2 separate regions of the Mustela erminea genome follow, and region 2 is linked to region 1. Evidence: chromatin contacts called from public Hi-C data. All regions are on one chromosome and are shown on one strand. Each heading gives the region's core, a stretch centred on a gene start, on an enhancer-like site or on the middle of the called end of the contact. The rest is flanking DNA. Distances are from core to core; before and after follow the strand shown. Region 1 holds the start of RNF44 (RING finger protein 44). Region 2 holds the start of NOP16 (nucleolar protein 16).

What was found. Hi-C and Micro-C count contacts between places; a contact is called where the count stands out from the background.
Region 2: a contact with region 1 is called in a Hi-C map of skeletal muscle, with 12 times the contacts expected there. The contact joins the promoter of NOP16 here to the promoter of RNF44 in region 1. A contact is called at or near these places in 2 of 3 Hi-C or Micro-C datasets (skeletal muscle and spleen).

Annotation. Positions count from the first base shown.
Region 1 is chr3:100,168,872-100,172,067 of mMusErm1.Pri, reverse strand. It overlaps RNF44 (RING finger protein 44), which reads right to left and starts at 1,673. Exons shown (of 12, transcript XM_032336951.1): 1 at 1,584-1,673.
Region 2 is chr3:100,315,711-100,318,906 of mMusErm1.Pri, reverse strand. It overlaps NOP16 (nucleolar protein 16), which reads right to left and starts at 1,532. Exons shown (of 5, transcript XM_032336964.1): 1 at 1,275-1,532; 2 at 1,076-1,184. The coding sequence starts at 1,308. HIGD2A (HIG1 domain family member 2A, mitochondrial) reads left to right here and starts at 1,591. Exons shown (of 2, transcript XM_032336965.1): 1 at 1,591-1,830; 2 at 2,189-2,602. The coding sequence starts at 1,677. The coding sequence ends at 2,355.

The sequences.
Region 1 (3,196 bases), core at 424-2,923:
CCCAGGGTCACACAGCACAGCCTGGTAGAGCCAGCCTGGGACAAAGACCTCCTAGCTACCACTGAGCATTGCGGACCTGAGCCCAGAGCCTCATACATCCCACATTGGGGGTTGATGGCCTCCCTGCCAAGTCCTCTCTGCTCAGGACACGCCTGAACACACCACCTTCACATCTGAGCTCCAAGCTTTGGCTCCCCTAAAAAGAAGTGGCTGTTTGTGCATATGGGGGTAGGGCAGGGCGTCCATTAAGGTGTTCACGGGCCTGGGGCTCAGGTCAGGGGTACTTTTAGTTCTAAGTTGGGTCAGTTATTTGGCTTTTCTCTACCTTAGTCTTATCTGTAAAATCAAGACAATAACACTAGTGACACATAATATTTACTGAGCACTTAGTGTGCACCACTATTATTCATCTCCTACAGGCTACTGAGGACAGGCACACACTGATGGTTAAATACAGAGCCTCTGGTCAGCCTGTCTGAGCTTGGAGCCTGGCTCTGCCCCTTATTAGCTATGTCATTTTGAGGAAGTCACCACCTTTTTACAGCTCAGTTTGGCCAGGGGTAAAACGGAGGGGACAGTACCTACCTCAGTGGGTCAACAGTTTCTCCCACTGTGTGTGCATCTTTGACCGACCTGCCCAACTTTCTGAGTCTGGGTCTGCACCTGAGTGTGTGAGTTTTGTGGGCACCGTGTTGGAAGGGGTTCCCCTTTCTGACTCCCTCCCCGCTGCAGCTCTGGCCGCTGTAACTCCCGGGGTCTGCAGAGGTGGGAGCAAGTACTATCACATCATCCAGAGATGAAAACCGGGGGCCTGCAGGAGTGCGGCACCTGGCAGACCCAAGGAAATGAGTTCAACTGGATTCCCCACTTTCTCTCCATGTAAGTTTCTCTCTTGAGGGCCAGGCTTCCTACCCCGTCCTGTTCACACCACCGCCCTGACCCCCGACAGCCCCTGAAGTTCGAGTCTAGAGATCCTTAGGCAACGGAAGCTGTGTGACCTTGCATAAGACACACACCCTCTCTGGACCGCCGCCCCCGCACCCGCCCCCGCATTCTGCCATTCTGAAAGCTGTATCGACGGCGCTGGGGTGTGGTGGCCTGTTCCTCGGACCCGCAGAGGCTCCAGGGCAAGGCTCGGGAAGCTCTGGCTCCCCAGCGGCTGGCACAAGGAGCGCTGGTAAAATGTTTGGAAGGACGTTACGAAGCCGGAGGACTGCGGCGCCACTTTAGTTCCTGTTCCCTGACAACCGGGCCCCTGCGCGAGCCGGAACCCGCGCGGGGTGGGGGTGGGGGTGGGTGCCGGTCGGGTCACGTGCGGGGCGCAGGGCACTCTGGGACTCGTAGTTCGTGGGGGGCTGTCCCCAAACGGGGGCACTAGGACCTAGCGGGCGGGCGGACGCCCTGGTGAGCGGAGCACCTCCGGCTCCCGGTCCCGGGACACGGAGCTCAGCACTGCAGACGCAGGCAGAGGCCTCGCTGGAAGTCCCTGAGCTACTCTGTCAGCCCGCGACCGCCCCCTATCGCTCCGTCCTCGCTGGCCTCGAGCCTGAGGCGCATGGCGCAGGGTCCCAGCCAGGCGTTACCTGGGACCGCGGCTGGGCTCCACCCCAACCGGGCGGCCGGCGAGTCGCTCCCGCTGCAGCCCGGGGTCCGGGTCCCGCTGCGGCCTGAGCGCCGCCTGCCGCGGCCCCCCCTCTGTTCCCGTGCAGTGGAACCGTCCGCAGACCTCACCACCCGGGCGCGCGGCCTACGGCGGCTGCGCAGCTTCACCCCCAATCTTGTGCGCGTGTGGAACTACCTGGACCGCACCAAGTGCACAAGAGCGGAGGGTGGAGGAGGCGGGGCGCCTCTAGGCCACGCCCCTCAGAGTGCGGCGGCAGAGGGCGTGCAAGGGCGAAGCATTAGGGCCTGGCATCCCAGCGGCTCACTTACTACCCGCGTGATGTTGGGCGAGCGAGTGACTCTGTCTTGTCTGTGAAATGCAGAACATAACGCGACTCCATGCCCGTTCAAAGAACCTTTGCTGCCCGGAGAGTTTGTCCCCCTCCCCGGCTTCGGATTGGGGGGGTAGGGTCAGTAATACAGAGTAAAGACTGCCGTCCGTAGATGTTCCCAGCTTTGGTCCCTTCTCTAAGCCTGTTTTCTCGTCTTCGAACTGCGAGCGCCGATCCCCTTTTCGAGAGGTTAGGAGACTCCAGTGACAATAGGACGGATATGCCCATCGCTAGAGACACCCCGGAGCAGAGCTGACCGCCCCCTCCTCTGGCCGGACATTCCCCACTCCCAGAGCGGATCCTTGATCCTGGTGGCCCCGCGTCCGTGGGCGGTTTAGCCGGGCGAGGACTACAACTACAACTCCCAGCCTGCCCCGCGCCCGCCAGGTCGATCCCGTTGTAGTCCCTGCAGGCCTCGCCTGGTAGAGGCTGCCCCACGATCCGGAGATGGGCTCCTCTGACAGATGCTTGGAGGCCGTCTTATTTTTTAAAGCTTCCATTTGTTGAGTTTCTATCACGTGTAAAGCAATGTTCTAAGTGCTTAACATGAATTAACTTCGTTATTCCTTAAAGTCTAACAACTCGGAGAGAGAAAATTATTATTATCCCTGTTCTATAGATTTGAAAACCGAGGCATTAGTGAGGTGAAGAAATGTTGCTAGGAAGTGGCAGACTCCAAGATTTCTACTCACTCCTGACACCTGGAGACTGCTTTCTGCCTTACTCCGGTTCATCCTTTAACAAACCTGTTTCTTCCTTCCCCTTTCCCTCATCAGAACTCCATCTACAGTAAGGTGTAATTTAGAATATATTTTACAGATAAACACTAAAATGCACAAGCCCTTATGTGTATAGCTTAGTGAACTTTTCATAAATGTATGCCTCCGTATAACTAAAACTCCAGTCAAGATTGAGAACATTTTCATCACCCCAGAAGGTCCCTCTTACCTACTTCAAGTCATTTCCCTCCAGACATAACTATTCCTCTGGTTCCTGTCACTATAGATTAGTTACATGGGTTTAGAACTTCAGATCAATGGAATGGCTGGCTCTGTAGATACTGCCTCCTTTCAGTGGTCCTCATGTTTTTGAGATCCTATCTATTGTGTGTATGAGTAGTCTGATACTTCCCATCACTCCTCCAGCTTTATTGAAATATATCTGACATAGGACATTGTGTAAGTTCAAGGTGTACAATTTGA
Region 2 (3,196 bases), core at 283-2,782, 150 kb before region 1:
AAGCTCTTTATAATTTACAATGAAATTTATAATTTACAATGAAAAGATAGCAGATATCTTCTCTATGAAGAGGAGCAACTTGACAGTGCTTGGCTATAGCTTCACATTTGATCAACAAACAGTACTGCCATTTTCCTCTGGCATGAAGGGATAAGAAGAAATTTATCTAAAAGCAATGGCCACAGGGTGCCTAGTTGGTTCAGTCCGTTAAGCATCTGCCTTCAGCTTATGTCATGATCTCAGGGTCCCGGGATGGAGCCCCGTGTCAGGATCCCTATGCAGCAGGGAGTCTGCCTCTTCCTCTGCCCTTCCCGTGCTCCACTCTCAGCTTGCTAATAAATAAATAAAATCTTTAAAAAGTATTCAAATAAATAAATAAATAAAAACAATGGGACAAATCCAATCAGCAAGTCCATTCATTAGGTTAACTATTGAGCACTAGTCACATTCTAACCACCAATGAACAAGACACAAGGTCCTTGTCCCCAAGAAGATTATGTTGAGGGAAAGAGGCACATGCAATAAACAAATACATATATAAAACACCATCAAGTATTTACAAGTGCTACGAGTTAAAGCTGGAAATAAATTACTGGGTAAAAGAGTTCTACTTTTTTTAAGTGTGGTGCAGAAAAAGACTTATTTGGGAGAAACTAAGGAAGCCTCAGACCAAGGATATTAGATGACTGGGGGAAGGTGTAAGTAAGAGTAAGTAAAAATCCCAAACTCTGGGGAGTCCTTACTAGGAAAGTGAAGGGCAGAAAAAGATAAATCCTGAGACATACCATTGGGATCCCAAGGGACCCAAACAAGCTCATTTCGGAGGGATAAAGAAAATGAGTGGAGAAGAAAAGAGGGGAGCTCCAACCCAGGTCCAATGTGTGCTGGGAAGTAGGAGGAGGTAGTAAAGAGTTCTTCAACCACAGTCACTGCAAACTGCCGGAGCTGGCTATAGGAAGGTCGCAAACCCAGGAAAGGCGTAGTAAGCGTGGCAATGCACAGGAAGAAGTTCTTAAACTCAGCTAAGTATGGAAGCAAACAGGGATGAAGGGCGAGGACCCTGCCACGTCAGTACCTTTCTCTTACGGAGGGGAACCGCCTTGTTGGGGTCCATAGCCAACCCCATCTCGGCCAGGTTCTGCCGCACGGATTTGGCGTGGTCCCAGGCATGTCGGATGTGGGAGCTATAGGCAAAGAGAGAGAGATCGCGGAACCATCATCTCGCCGGCCGTCCCAGCCGAGGTCCCCTGCCTTCCAAACCCCGGTCCCCTCACCATTCGATCCGTGGCGCTGCTTTCCGTCGAGCATTCCGGTTCAGCCGCTTCCGGTTAACATTGTAACCGAACTTCTGTCTCCTGGTCTTCCCCTTGGCTTTGGGCATTTCCTTGACCACCGAACCGACAGCTAGAACTGGATGCCTCCCACACGCAGCGCCTCGTGTCTCCGACTACTTCCTGTGGATGCTCGCAAGGGTTTGCGGGCTTTTTCGGGAAATGTAGTCCATCCTGTAGAGACCTCATGCAGATTACTATAATGACTACGACTCCCAGAATGCAACGAGCGGTTGGCGTCTGCGTACAAGCTCAGCAAATCCCTTTCCCCCACTCCCCTTCAATGACCTCATCAGAAGGCGGAGCTTAGCGTTCGCATTTTTTCCCAAAGCAGCTTCCCGGGACATGGCGGCTCCTGGTCCTGTGACTCCGGGGCCACCCTTTGAACCAGCACAGCCCCCAGTCATTGAGGGCTTTAGCCCCAGTATCTACCGCACTCAAGAAAGCTTCAAGGAAAAATTTATTCGCAAGACCCGCGAGAACCCAATGGTACCCATAGGTAAGCAGGTGTCATAGGAACTGTAGACGGAGAGGATAGTGATGTCTGAGGGAATGAATTAGGTGAGGACCGGGAATGCCTAGGGGGAAGGGAGTGAGAGCGGACCAGAGTTGTGGCGCCGAGGCCGGGGGGTGAGAGGTGATCCTGATTGGAGCAGGAGTTGGGCGGGATTGGGGCCCTGAGATAGGGCGAGCCCTGTAACTGGGAGGACCCTTCCTCCGCCAGACCCTCCCACTAGGCCCCCTCTGCCTCCGCCGTTACTCAGAGCTCTGGACTCCGAGTACTGGAGGCCCACGGGGGGGAGGGGCCTCCAGGGCCGGAACGTGCTACTCCCCCACTTACTTTGTCCCCTCCTCAGGCTGCCTGGGCACGGCGGCCGCCCTCACCTACGGCCTCTACTGCTTCCACCGGGGTCAGAGCCGGCGCTCTCAGCTCATGATGCGCACTCGGATCGCTGCCCAGGGCTTCACGGTCGCAGCCATCTTGCTGGGTCTGGCTGCATCTGCTATGAGGTCTCGATCCTGAGTCGGAGACCTGGCCTTGAACGTTACACAGAGATCATTCCCGGCCCCAGGCGCAACCACCGGCCCCGCTACCTGACTTATTCCTTCGTCTCCCCTGACAAGGCCCCTATCAGCGGGCGAGGAAGTGGCCAATTGTGTAACTGACAGGTGTTTTTTCGGGAATCTCGGATTCGTTTGTTTGGGTGTTGCATACTTGTATTTGTGCCCCACTCTCTTCACTTCCTACTTAATAAACTGATCCACTTGTAGTTTGGTGAATTCATTCTCAATCTAGCACCCCCAGGGTTTTTGGTCTTTGGTTTTAGGAGATTGTCTAAAGACTATAGGGGCCCTTAGAAATCTTGCAGTCTAATGATTACCAAACTTTTCTGGTAACAATCACCTGGGGGAACTTGTTAAAGTTAGATATTCGGTAGAGTGATGCTATTTGAAAAAACAACAACAACAACAACAACTGATCTTCCCAACAATCTTCAGACCTTCAACTGGAAACCCTTCCTTCAGTTGAGGCTGGCCATGGCCCTGCCCCAGGCAGGGAGGTTCTGCCCTCCACTTTGCTTCTGCTCCTCACCCCACTCCCACCTCCTGAGAGCATCTAGACTCCACTGATGTAGACTACCCCCACTTGGTTCTTGATGCATCTTAAAGAACAGGAAACTGAGCCTCAGAGAAGGCAGCATGGTGGAGTGGTAAGAGTGTAGTCACAAAGCTTGCCATTGTTCTGTGTATCTAGTGTTTTAGGATTAAGGAAGAAAAGGGGCTGGAGACCTTGAGTGAACTCTACAAGAGGCAACCTGTGAGTTTCTCATTCATGCAAAGTCTCAAGTATTCTTGGACTGTGG